Regions from separate parts of the Sus scrofa genome. Here all the other regions are linked to region 4. A link is a contact called in public promoter capture Hi-C data. All regions are on one chromosome and are shown on one strand. The core of a region is the stretch at or near the end of the contact, and the rest is flanking DNA. Distances in the headings are between cores, read along the strand shown. Region 1 holds the start of NICN1 (nicolin-1). Region 2 holds the start of IMPDH2 (inosine-5'-monophosphate dehydrogenase 2). Region 3 holds the start of DAG1 (dystroglycan). Region 4 holds the start of C13H3orf62.

What was found. Promoter capture Hi-C pulls out the DNA fragments that hold promoters and counts their contacts.
Region 1: a contact with region 4 is called in a promoter capture Hi-C map of fetal liver, with 2.4 times the contacts expected there. The contact joins the promoter of NICN1 here to the promoter of C13H3orf62 in region 4. A contact is called at or near these places in 1 of 5 promoter capture datasets (fetal liver), 1 of 47 Hi-C or Micro-C datasets (retroperitoneal adipose tissue) and 2 of 2 datasets of contacts at active chromatin or transcription factors (alveolar macrophages and skeletal muscle).
Region 2: a contact with region 4 is called in a promoter capture Hi-C map of fetal liver, with 2.7 times the contacts expected there. The contact joins the promoter of IMPDH2 here to the promoter of C13H3orf62 in region 4. A contact is called at or near these places in 2 of 5 promoter capture datasets (fetal liver and liver), 1 of 47 Hi-C or Micro-C datasets (embryonic fibroblasts) and 2 of 2 datasets of contacts at active chromatin or transcription factors (alveolar macrophages and skeletal muscle).
Region 3: a contact with region 4 is called in a promoter capture Hi-C map of liver, with 3 times the contacts expected there. The contact joins the promoter of DAG1 here to the promoter of C13H3orf62 in region 4. A contact is called at or near these places in 2 of 5 promoter capture datasets (fetal liver and liver), 1 of 47 Hi-C or Micro-C datasets (retroperitoneal adipose tissue) and 2 of 2 datasets of contacts at active chromatin or transcription factors (alveolar macrophages and skeletal muscle).

Annotation. Positions count from the first base shown.
Region 1 is chr13:32,005,825-32,008,897 of Sscrofa11.1, reverse strand. It overlaps NICN1 (nicolin-1), which reads left to right and starts at 1,632. Exons shown (of 6, transcript XM_021068737.1): 1 at 1,632-1,894. The coding sequence starts at 1,763.
Region 2 is chr13:31,662,181-31,665,277 of Sscrofa11.1, reverse strand. IMPDH2 (inosine-5'-monophosphate dehydrogenase 2) reads left to right here and starts at 1,618. Exons shown (of 15, transcript XM_005669533.3): 1 at 1,618-1,904; 2 at 2,334-2,382; 3 at 2,602-2,703; 4 at 2,820-2,894. The coding sequence starts at 1,807. It overlaps QRICH1 (glutamine-rich protein 1), which reads left to right. Exons shown (of 10, transcript XR_002337951.1): 10 at 505-1,466.
Region 3 is chr13:32,026,524-32,029,297 of Sscrofa11.1, reverse strand. DAG1 (dystroglycan) reads right to left here and starts at 1,279. Exons shown (of 3, transcript XM_021068744.1): 1 at 233-1,279.
Region 4 is chr13:31,847,044-31,850,172 of Sscrofa11.1, reverse strand. C13H3orf62 reads left to right here and starts at 1,348. Exons shown (of 4, transcript XM_013981667.2): 1 at 1,348-1,420; 2 at 1,692-2,138. The coding sequence starts at 1,729. It overlaps USP4 (ubiquitin specific peptidase 4), which reads left to right. Exons shown (of 22, transcript NM_001243188.1): 22 at 163-918. The coding sequence ends at 321.

The DNA of each region.
Region 1 (3,073 bases), core at 383-2,882, 160 kb before region 4:
ATAAAATCTGCATCCCAATGTCTCCCAAAACACCACCAATCCTGTTTAACCATAGCGAGACCTTCCCATTTGCTCGTTTGTTTGTTTTTGTCTTTTTGCCTTTTCTAGGGCCGCTCCCTAGGCATATGGAGGTTCCCAGTCTAGGGATCTAATCGGAGCTGTAGTTGCTGGCCTACACTACAGCTCATGGCAACGCCGAATCCTTAACCTGCTGAGCAAGGCCAGGGATCGAACCCACAACCTCATGATTCCTAGTCGGATTTGTTTCTGCTGTGCCACGACAGGAACTCCTATCGTTCACTGGTTTTACATATATTCATAGTGCTGTGTAATCAACACTTATTTCCAGAATTTTTTTATCCATCCTAAACTGAAACTCTGTACCTATTAAACGATAACCATTTCCCCTGCCCATAGCCCCTGGCAACCTCTATTCTACTTACTGTATGAATTTGACTAGTCTAGGTACCTAACATAAGTGGTATCATACAGTATTTGTACTTCTATGTCTGTTTTTTCACTGAGCATAATATTTTCAATGTTCATGCATGTTGATGCATACATCAGAATTGCATTCCTTTTTAAGGCTGAATAATTCCATCTTATATAATTACATTTTGTTTACTCATTCATCTGTTGATAGACACATGGCTTTGTTCATTTCTTTTTATTGTTGAGTAGTGTTCCATTGTGTGGACATACCACAATTAGCTAATCTGTTGGACATTTGGATTATTTCCAACTTCTGGCTATTGTGAATAAAGCCCTTGGATGGACATGTGCTTTCATTTCTCTTGGGTAAACACTAATGAGTGCAAAGGCTGCATCATATTATAGGTATAAATTTAGTTCTTAAAGAATGGCTAAACTGGGAGTTCCCATCGTGGCTCAGTGGTTAACGAATCCGACTAGGAACCATGAGGTTGCTGGTTCGGTCCCTGGCCTTGCTCAGTGGGTTAAGGATTCGGTGTTGCCGCGAACTGTGGTGTAGGTCGCAGACGCGGCTGGGATCCCACGTTGCTGTGGCTCTGGTGTAGGTCGGTGGCCACAGCTCCGACTGGACCCCTAGCCTGGAAACCTCCATATGCCGCGGGAGCGGCCCAAGAAATGGCACAAAAACCAACAAACAAAAAAAGAATGGCTAAACCGCTTTTCGAAGTACCAGTTAATTATCAGTGGATTCCACATTCTTGTTCCACATTCTTGTCAGTCTTTAATTTTAGCCTGCTTACTGGCGTTTAGTGGGTGTGTGTGAGGTCTCTAATTTATGTTTCCCTCGTGAATAATCATGTTAAACATATTTTCACGGGCATACTGGCTATTTATCTATCTTCTGTAAATTATCCCTTCAAATCCTTTGCCTATTAAAAAAAAAGGGTTAATATCTATATTTGCAACTAAAGTCGCCTAGGACCTATACTCATTCATGCTCATGGCTTACGAGTTCTGAAAGACGTCCGCCTTGCATAGAAGTACTTGCGGTGGACAGAGGGCCCAGCCCGATATTGCATCCAGGCTAGCTAAGCCATTTCTGAGCAATGGCTGCGGCGCGTCTCCAAGGCTCTCTCGGTGATTGGCTGAAGGAGCACTTCCGCAGGCACTTCCGACTCCCGGCCCGCCCCGAGCATCGGTCATTGGCTGGGCTGGCCCAGCACGATTCCTCTCGGGAGTTGTAGTTCTTGGGGCTCGGCTGGGACGCAGGGAAGGACCATTGGTCCAAAGCCAGGAGCGGCAGTTGTGTTTGGTCCTGGTCGTTGGCACCATGTCCCGCGTGTCCGTGCCCTGCCATGTGAAAGGCACTGTGGCCCTGCAGGTGGGGGACGTGCGGACCTCCCAAGGCCGGCCTGGCGTGCTGGTCATCGATGTCACCTTCCCCAGCGTCGCGCCCTTCGAGGTGAGCAAGCCCTGTGGGCGCGACCCGGGCTCCTGGGCGGGGCCTATCTGGGGAACTCGGGCGTGTCCCAGGCATCTAATCTTTTACTGAAAGCCTCTCCAGAGCCCTCGCCCTAAAGAATCAGTTAACTATTTGTTTATCTCTTCAGTTAACAAGTATTTACTGTAACACAGCTTCCTCTTCTGTTCTCTTCAACATCTCTTCCCAGTGTCCAGAACAGCCCTGGCACAGAAGTGGCAACGTAGTAGGCTAAGGGAGTTCTCTTGAGGTGCAGCGGGTTAAGGATCTGGCGGTTGTCGCTGCTGACTCTATTTGCTCCCTGGCCCAGAAACTTAGGCATACCTAGGGAGTATGCAAAAACAAACAAACAACAAACCCACAAAAATGCCTCCTGCCCAGACCTACAGTCCCTGCTGGAGGTCAGGATCAACTCATCCCTCATTGGGATTTTCCCAGTGGCTCCAGTTACCAGTCTCCAGTTGCTCTTCTACTTTTGCTGGCAGAGTGACTGGACAATGCAGAAATCAAGAGGACAAAGCCCACTTTCTAATGGCCTAACATTCAGGGCCACTCTGTGTCTGTGCCCTATTTGCTTCTCCACATGTGCACTTTGACTTATAGTATATGGTTCTTCCCCAAGCTGTTCCTTACTCTAAGCTGAGAGATTTTATTAAAGGGCCCAACTCTGGAAATCCTGATTCATTTGGTCTGGAGTGGAGCCTGTATAGCTATATATTTTTTTAATTTTCAAAAAAAATTTTTTCCTTGGTTAATTCTGATGAGTATCCAGTGATGAGAACTGCTGTAGCTAGGCCGAACCACTGTCCCAGGTGCCAGGATCTGTCACCACTTGGTGCTTCTTTGTATATGCTATGTTTACATTTTCTCCTTTTCCTGGTCCATTTGATGAACTCATCTGTACATTTTCTACCTCCTCTAGAGTTAGGGCTTTGACCTCTGGCAGCATTTTGGACATGTGGCAAGATCTGAGGTCATGGTTTGTTTGCATGATGTGCTCATTTGGACTATGAGTTCTAGGAAAGCAAAATTTTTTAAGGCCCCAGTGGATTCTTGTTGAAATTGTTAGATTGGTAGAGGAGTACATTCCAAGGTGGAGGAGGAGAGGGCGACTTTGAACCCTTCAGGCCTTGGGCCTGGGTCTGATTTGTCATGGTGGGT
Region 2 (3,097 bases), core at 369-2,868, 190 kb after region 4:
TAGAGGATAACTTGTGCTAAGTATTTAAGAGTTAAGAGAAGTACAGCCCAATATTGAGGGGCTTTGAGTCCAGATACAGGCCCCCAGCATCACAGTGAAGCTGAGAAGTCAGAGTCCCTCTGGGGAAATTGAGAAATTATCAATGGATGAGGTAGAGGAAACAGCATAAGCTGTTTTCTTGAAGACAGACCTTCTGAGTGGTGAAGTTGGTTTCTAGTGAGATTGGATGGACTCAAGTAGATGAACCCTGGGAGTCCAAGTCAGAAGAATCACACCTGGCAGCATGTGAGGGAGGAGCAGAAGGTAGGCACCCTGTCAGTGGCATTTGCAGTAACTCCAAAGGGATGTCCTAGAGGTAGTGTGTGTTGGCTGCATGGAATTGAGGAACTGTGTGACTACCTTCCAGAACTTCCTATCTTTTGGAGAGCATTTGTCTAGGAGGTTCAAGGTGGGAGGGTTGAGATTATGGTGGTTTCACCCAGCTTTCACCCATATATCCTTCAGCCCTCAGAGTGTGAAAGGCCGGAATGACACCTTTTACCTGACGCCAGAGCCGGTGGTGGCTCCCAACAGCCCAATCTGGTACTCGGTCCAGCCTATCAGCAGAGAGCAGATGGGACAGATGCTGACTCGAATCCTGGTGATACGAGAAATTCAGGAGGCCATAGCAGTGGCTAATGCAAGCACCATGCACTGAGATCCCTCAGCCGTGGTTCAAGGGAGACGATCCAGGAAAAAACGGACAGACTTTCACACTAAAGAAGAGGCCTCCATTTTTTTCTTTTCTTTTTTATTGGTGTAGTTATGAAGCCTTTCAGACTGCTTCTGTTTAAAATGTAAAAGGAAACTTTGCCCCCGTGCATCTTCATAAACCTGCTGTGGCAGACTCCTCAGCCCATGGGGGCTCTGGGTTTCCTGAGAGCCAGATGTTCTAGAAAGTTGCTGGCTGACTTTTTTTGTTTGGGGCCTGAGGAAAGGGCTTGGACTGTTAAGAGAAATGTGGCCCCTTATCCTTCCTCCAGAAAGATGGAATTAATGATGGATGGACCCTACAGAGAGATCTCTCCAGCTGGCTTCCATTATGACTGGCAGACATTGCTGACCACAGGGGAGCGAGCCATGGCCTTTTCTTTCTTCATGCTCAGACATAAACCTAGCATCTTAATGGAAGGAAAATGAGGGGAACTTCAATTATGATTTATTAAAGACAATTTCTATTACACCCTTCTTTATGACAAATGACATTTTAGATGTTAAAGTAAAAACTTTACCTTTTTTTTTTTTTTGGTTTTTTTTTTTTGGTTTTTTTTTTTTGGCCTAACATTGAGGCCTTAAACCTGAGGCTCCTGTGCCTGATGGAATTCTTGTAACATACACTTGTGTATCATATAAAGATACCACTCTGTTTCTCTTATGTATTCTTAATCTAGTTGTTTATTAAGAATGACAAGCACGTCTTTTCAACATGCTAGTGAACAACGTCTCTTTATTTGGGAGGAAGCTGGGGGGACAGTGGCAGCAAAGCCTTGCTTGTTAATTTAAAGGGGCAAGGTCTTGCGGGAGCGGGTAGCGATAGGGGAACAGCTCTACCAGGCGACGCAGCTAGAGCATGCTCTGCGCTTGCGTTTCCTCCCGCCAGCTCCGCCCTAAAGGCGTGTGGGCTCCGCCTGTGCGTGCTGCGTCCTGACGTCAGCGGCGCGCAGGGCGCAGTGACGATTTCGGCTGGTTTATATTGGCGCGGCCCAGAAGGCAGAGGCCTCTGCGGCGCGGTCCTCGGAGACACGCGGCTTAGCCCCCGCGTTAACCATGGCCGATTACCTGATTAGTGGGGGCACGTCCTACGTACCGGACGACGGGCTCACGGCTCAGCAGCTGTTCAACTGCGGGGACGGCCTCACGTACAAGTGCGGGCTTAGCGGCCTCACCTGGGCGAGGAGAGGGGCGGCGCGCTGGGTTGGGAGGCCGGGTGGGGCTTCCTTTGAGCCTACTTGGACTCAGGCGTGGGAGACAGGTTCAGGAAATTACCACACATCTCTGAGGTTCCGTTTGAAGCGGGCGGGATGGAGGAGGCATCTTGGTAGTGCTTGGCATTTCAGGCTAGAAATTCCAATCTCCGGGCACATGGAGTTGTCAGGGTTCCAGGGGCGCCGATGACAGCTAGGTGGCAGAAAAGGTCCCTTGTCTCCATCTCTACCTTCTTTTCTGCCTTGCCTGTGATACTCGGTCTAGTTCATTGTCCTCTCTGCTCAAATGCCTTAAGAGATGATCTATTGGGGATGGTGTTTCAGGCTGCTGTAATCCTGACCCTTACTCCCATTTCCCCTCCCCTTTAGTGACTTTCTCATTCTCCCTGGGTATATCGACTTCACAGCAGACCAAGTGGTGAGTATGGACAGGAGTTGGATGGGTGTAAAGTTTAGGTAAGATGCTGCTGCTGTCCCCTTTGGCTACCTCACCAGTTTGGGTTTGGGGGTGGATTCTATGGAAGGGAAGAGTCTTACTGGCATGCAGGTCATAAAGGGCACTTGTTTTGTGGGGAACGTGGCACTGACCTGAAGTATATGAGGTGCTTTTGCATATTAGTTGGCCTTATTTCTTTAGGACCTCACCTCTGCTCTGACTAAAAAGATCACTCTGAAGACCCCACTGGTTTCCTCACCCATGGACACAGTCACAGAGGCTGGGATGGCCATAGCAATGGCGGTGAGCATTGTCACATATGAGGGCAGAAGCAGGGGTCCCATCTCTTGTCAAAGGCATACAGTGATGCCACTCTTCTTTGTCCCTGTTTCCCTATTTTCTTTTGGCATCTGCTACAGCTTACAGGTGGTATTGGCTTCATTCACCACAACTGTACACCAGAATTTCAGGCCAATGAAGTGCGAAAAGTGAAGGTCAGAAGGGCAAGGATCGTGGTCAAGAGCTCCTGGGAATTGCACTGAGGTGGAGTGGGGTGGGAGTGGGGGACTTATTCTTTTAATTTAGCATCCTTTTTTCCCACTGTGGGGGTTCAGTTCCTCAGAAGAGCCTGAGACCCTGTGTCTTAAAGCAACAGAAGAGGACCAGGTAGACAGTGCCTACAGCCTACCCATGTCTC
Region 3 (2,774 bases), core at 30-2,529, 180 kb before region 4:
CGCAAAGGCTCCGCCCCCGCCCGCGCCAGCGTCGCTCTGCCTATTGGCCCGCCACGCCCCCACCCGAAAAGACACGCCCCATCCTGGAAATCCCGCCCCGCGGCGAGCCAAGTCCGCCCCTAGAACACGCCCCAAGCTGTCCGCGTCTCGGGGAGCTCTCAGACCTGGGAGCGGGGGAGGGGCGCCGCGCCCAACCTCAGGCATTTGAGCCGCTGAGAATCATCCAACCTACCCGGGTGGTCAGGCTTAATGACTGGCCCTGCCGCAACTAGCCATCCATAGACTGCCTTTGGCCCTGCTGATTTCTCTCTAACGCAGATCAGGTACTTCTAAGCCAAGAAAACACTCAGGAAGCGTCCTCTAAATTGCAAACGATGATGGCCCGGTTGCCCGCCTCCTATACTAATGAGGAAACTGAGGCGAGGACCGGAAGGGCAGGGAGCCGCGCCCCTCTCCGGGTGCCCCCAGCAGGCGGGGGCGTCCAGGAAGTGGCTCGGGCCTGACCCTCGTCCCCTCCTCCTGCCCTCAACACCCGGAATCCGATGCTCCTCAGGCGCCAGAAATAGCTCTGACCCGCTGGCTCTGGTCACTCACTCAAGGCCCGCATTCTTTCAGGGGGTGGGGGGAAGAAAGGCGGGTAGTTACTGCTGAGGTCTGTCTCCCTTAAAGGGGAGGCTCCTACAGACGCTCTCACTGTCCCTAGGGCTTACCTAGCCACCCCCCCACACCTCAAAGGCCTCAGATGCTTCAGTTACTAGACCTGAACAATTACTCAACGGGTCGGGGTATGGGACCTGTGGTGGACTCTGTTCCCTGTGCAGAATGTGTCCATCCCTTCCTGGGCCTGTGGCCAGGCTGGAATTCCAGGCCCGCACTCTTGTCAGCTATTACATTCTGAACACAGAATTGGCTACTGCCTGCCAGAGGTTGCTCATGGGATCCTGGTGGAACTGGGTTTCCCCTGCTTTCTTCCTCTCCTTAGGAAAGACTGGGAGAAGCAGACTCCAGAGAGAGAAAAAATGAATGCCCCGGAAGTTCCCCTTTAGGCTCAGCAGAAACGAATCCAACTAGTGAATCCAACTAGTATCCGTGAGGATGCAGGTTCTATCAGTGAGTGTGCTATCCTGCTTTACTGTGAGCCATGTTATAGTCACGGACAAGGCTCAGATCCGGTATTGCTGTGGCTGTGGCGTAGACTGACAGCTGTAGCTCTGATTTGACCCCTAGCCTAGGAACTTCCATATGCCACCAGTGCGGCCCTAAAAAGCAAAAAAAAAAAAAAAAGAATGACCCATCTCCCAAATGCACATACCTGTTTGCGATTCTTTTACTTTTCTTATTAGGGCCACAACTGCAGCATATGGAAGGGTTTGAATCAGAGCTGCAGCTGCCAGACTACCCCACAGCCACAGCAACACCTGATCCAGTCTCATCTGCAACCTCCACAGCAGCTTGTGGCAACACCAGATCCTTAACCCACTGAATGAGGCCAGGGATCAAACCTGCATCCTCATAGATTCTAGTCAGGTTCATAACCCTTGAGCCACAATGGGAACTCCCTGTGATATTTTTTTTTAGGCCTCACCCTAGCATATGGAAGTTCCCAAGCTAGGGGTGGAATCAGAGCTGCAGCTACTGGCCTACACCATACCCACAGCAATGTGGGATCCAAGCCTCATCTGTGGCCTATACCATGGCTCATGGCAACACTGGATCCCCAACCCACTGAGCAAGACCAGGGATCGAACCTGCATCTTCATGGATACTAGTCAGATTCATTTCCACTGCACCATGATAGGAACTCCTTCCCTTTGATTCTTTAAACTTAAATTCATGGGCTCCAAACTTCATACAGACCAGAAAAAGAAGTAAAGACTAAGGAAAATCCACAAAAAAAAAAAAAAAAAAAAAAAGGGGAGTTCCCGTCGTGGCGCAGTGGTTAACGAATCCGACTAGGAACCATGAGGTTGCGGGTTCGATCCCTGGCCTTGCTCAGTGGGCTAACGATCCAGTGTTGCCATGAGCTGTGGTGTAGGTCGAAGACACGGCTCGGATCCCGCGTTGCTGTGGCTCTGGCGTAGGCTGGCGGCTACAGCTCCAATTCGACCCCTAGCCTGGGAACCTCCATATGTCGTGGGAGCGGCCCAAGAAATGGCAAAAAGACAAAAAAAAAAAAAAAAAAGACTAAGGAAAATCCCCAAATCATTCTTTAGATATTAAAACTTTAAAAAATCCAGCTCTGGGAGTTCCCGTCGTGGTGCAGTGGTTAACGAATCCGACTAGGAACCATGAGGTTGCGGGTTCGGTCCCTGCCCTTGCTCAGTGGGTTAACGATCCGGCGTTGCCGTGAGCTGTGGTGTAGGTTGCAGACGCGGCTCGGATCCCGCGTTGCTGTGGCTCTGGCGTAGGCCGGTGGCTACAGCTCCGATTCAACCCCTAGCCTGGGAATCTCCATATGCCGAGGGAGCAGCCCAAGAAATAGCAACAACAACAACAACAACAAAAAGACAAAAGACAAAAAAAAAAAAAAAAAAAAAATCCAGCTCTGAAATTTAGCTTCTTTGAAAAGGCTAAAAATGCAGAAAATTATGAGTTTCTAAACAAAATACATTCTTTCATTCACTCCTTCAACTTACAGCGTGTCCTCCCCTCCCCCAAACATACACCAGACACTGCTTTGCAGCCCTAAATTCTGCTGGGGATTTTAGTGTCTGACTGTACAATTATATGTAAATGTTCTTCCAAAACAAAAGACAGCAGTGAGCACAGACCTC
Region 4 (3,129 bases), core at 99-2,598:
GGACCCTCTGTGACCAGGGTCGGCATGAGCACTCGGTCACTTCAGTGTGTGGCTGAACAGGGAAAGATCCTTGAGAGAGGTGTGTTTTGAACAGAGAAAAGGTGGGGGGAAATGGGTGATTTTTCCAACCAGTGAATGGACATTTCCCCTCTTGTGTTTTAGACAAAAGCAGCTTACGTGCTATTTTACCAGCGTCGAGATGATGAGTTTTATAAGGCACCTTCACTCAGTTTTCCTGGATCGTCTGATGGAGGAACGAGACCAGGAAGCTCACAGCAAGGCATGGGGGATGATGAGACTTGCAGCATGGACACCAACTGATGTTGCTTCATGACCCTGCACCACAGCACCAGTGTAATCCCCCAGGAGAACACCTTTGACACTGAAGACTGCTAGTGTTTCCTCTAAAAACCAGATGAGGAAATTTCCTTCTCTTATGAACAGAAGGAAAAAAAAGACCGTTTTTGCTCAGAAGGGTTATACCAAGAGGCTGAATTATTTTTCTTTCTATATAGGTGGCGAGAAATTTCTGTAAGCCTTTGGAGCTGCAGAGTGGGGGTTGGGGGTGTAGCACAATGGAGTATATCTGATGGATTCCAAAGAACAGAGAGGAACACACTGTAATTGAGTTTGGTGCAGCCATGAAGACCTGCCACGAGCTGCCCTGAGTTCTTGGATTTCTAATTCTGGTGCTGATTACTGGTCCCCCCAGTAGTCTGCCTGCAGTAAACTAAGCCTCGAGTAAACTTGATGTCATCCCCTTCTCCCTTACTGTGCACTGAGATGGGTTTATCATTCTCTAAAAATTAGCCACTGAGATGCATTTTTGTATCCCTTTGAGTCATGGAATTTCCAGCTTTCTTCTCCCTAATGAAATGAAGATATTTGGTATTAGGGTTTCCTGCCCCTTAATCGCCTATGGAACCTTGTACTTGTGTCATGTCTCCCAGCATCCTTGATGAATTGAGGCAGTGTGATACCCTGTGACATTTTTATTAGATATCACTTAGAAGTCAGTATGTGAAACTGCTGGGTACTGTGTCCCATACAGTACCTTTGGTGGGTTGAGAAGAGAAACTTTTCCCGGCGTTGACTTCGGTTAGAACCAGCCAGTTCTCTCCACCCCTGCCCCACCACGCTCCCATGACCCATTTCATCGCGGTGAGGAACCCGTTGTTCACTCGTCACTGGGGCCCTTCCCCTTCAGTCTGCGTGAGTTCTAAGAACAAGGTCATCCGGGTCTTTTTTTGTTTCTTTGTTTGACCTTTCACCTGAGCCGTGGGGGTTGGGCCTTCCGTCATCGATCTGGTCACGCGGGCGACCGTTGGCAGGGGAGGTGGTGCAGTCTCACTCGCTCGCTGCTTGGTGAGGACGCGGCTGCGGGTCTGCGCCTGAGGGCCGGCCGGGGTGCGGTGTGGAGGTGGGCCAGGGCCTGAGAGGGAAGGCTTTGCGGGCTGAGCCGAGGGCCAGGGCTCTAGTCCGATCGATCGCAGGTTACTCCCCGAGAACTGCGGGCCTCACCCGCCCCTACGGGTAGGGTGGGAGGGCAGCGCCGGGAGTGTTCCCCTGCTCTCTGGCCTGTGTCGTGCGTCAAACTCAAGGAAATCAGAAACTGTGGCGAACACCACATTCGGGGGTGGTTTACCTCCTCATATGTAACAGTATTCTCACATTGCTCTGTGCATTTCCAGTGAATTACACAATAAAGACGGGTCGCTTTTAAGGGAGATGTCTGAAAAACTGAGAAGATGCAGAAAGGAGCTGACTGCGGCCATTGACCGGGCCTTTGAAGGGGTCAGTCATTCCCAGGAGTGCTCAGGCCCGCTGAGGCTGGAGCTGGACGCGGTGCGACTTCCCTTCCCCCTCCCCGTGCACCGGCTCCTCTGCAGGAGGAAACCGCTGGCAGCCTGCTCCTCTGTGGCTCCTTTCTCTCCTGTCCCTTGTGACCCTGAGAATGAGAGCCCTGTCTTTGCACCAAACCCTGCTCCTGTGACTGCAAAGCCGCAGGCTCTATGTCCCCAAAGAAAACCTCTGACCAGCAAGGAAAACATACTGATGCATTCCTCCATTTTGGCACCTGAAAGACAGCTTTGGAGAGCAGTAGGAGATGGGGAGAACTGGAGAAAAGACTGTTTAAGGTGATTCCGATCTGATAGTTTAATAGCTTCAACTAAGGGAATCTTGTATCTGAAAAAAATTGTTGAAGATTCTAAATTGAGGCCGTAACACTGCTTTTGCCTCTCCTTGGAAGCTCTATGACTTCTGAGGAGAAGTTTGCAGGCAGTCTTCAGGAAATGTGTGTGTGTTTGTTTTTAAAGGGTGAGGGATCCTAGATGTCTAGCAAATCTTGGAAACCACTCTGCAGTACCAAAACGGGGAGTGAATGTTAAAGAACCTGGTTTTATTTACTTTTGGTTTTTTTTGCCATTTCTTGGGCCCCTCCCTGCGGCACATGGAGTTTCCCAGGCTAGGGGTCTAATCGGAGCTGTAGCTGCCGGCCTTCGCCAGAGCCACAGCAATGCCAGATCTGAGCCACGTCTGCGACCTACACCACAGCTCACGGCAACGCCGGATCCTTAACCCACTGAGCAAGGCCAGGGATCGAACCCGCAACCGCGTGGTTTCTACTCTGATTCGTTAACCACTGAGCCATGACGGGAACTCCAAAAAACCTGGTTTTAAAAGTCATCTTAGGCTACAGCTCCGATGAGACCCCTAGCCTGGGAACCTCTATATGCCACAAGAGCGGCCCAAGAAATGGCAAACACACACACACACACACACACACACACGTCATATTTTTTTGTGCTGCAGAAATAGGCATCTCAATTCCAGCGTTCTTTTTCCTCACACTGGGGAGAGGCTGATAGATGGCTAGGCCCTACTTCCTGACTTCATCCTTGCTTCTGCTCCCCTACCCCACTCTGAAGCTTTTTAAGCCTTTCCCTGGGATAAGGTCTCCCCTAGACCTTATCTTGTGCTAGGCTACAGACTGGTCCTAGGCACCTTGATTTGGAGCAAGGAGGACCACATAGGCTGAAACTTCAAGGTTCTGCCATCCTGGCTGCCTGAGACTGAAAAAACCTTTAACTCTTTCAATTCTACAAATATTTGTGCTCCTATCCACAG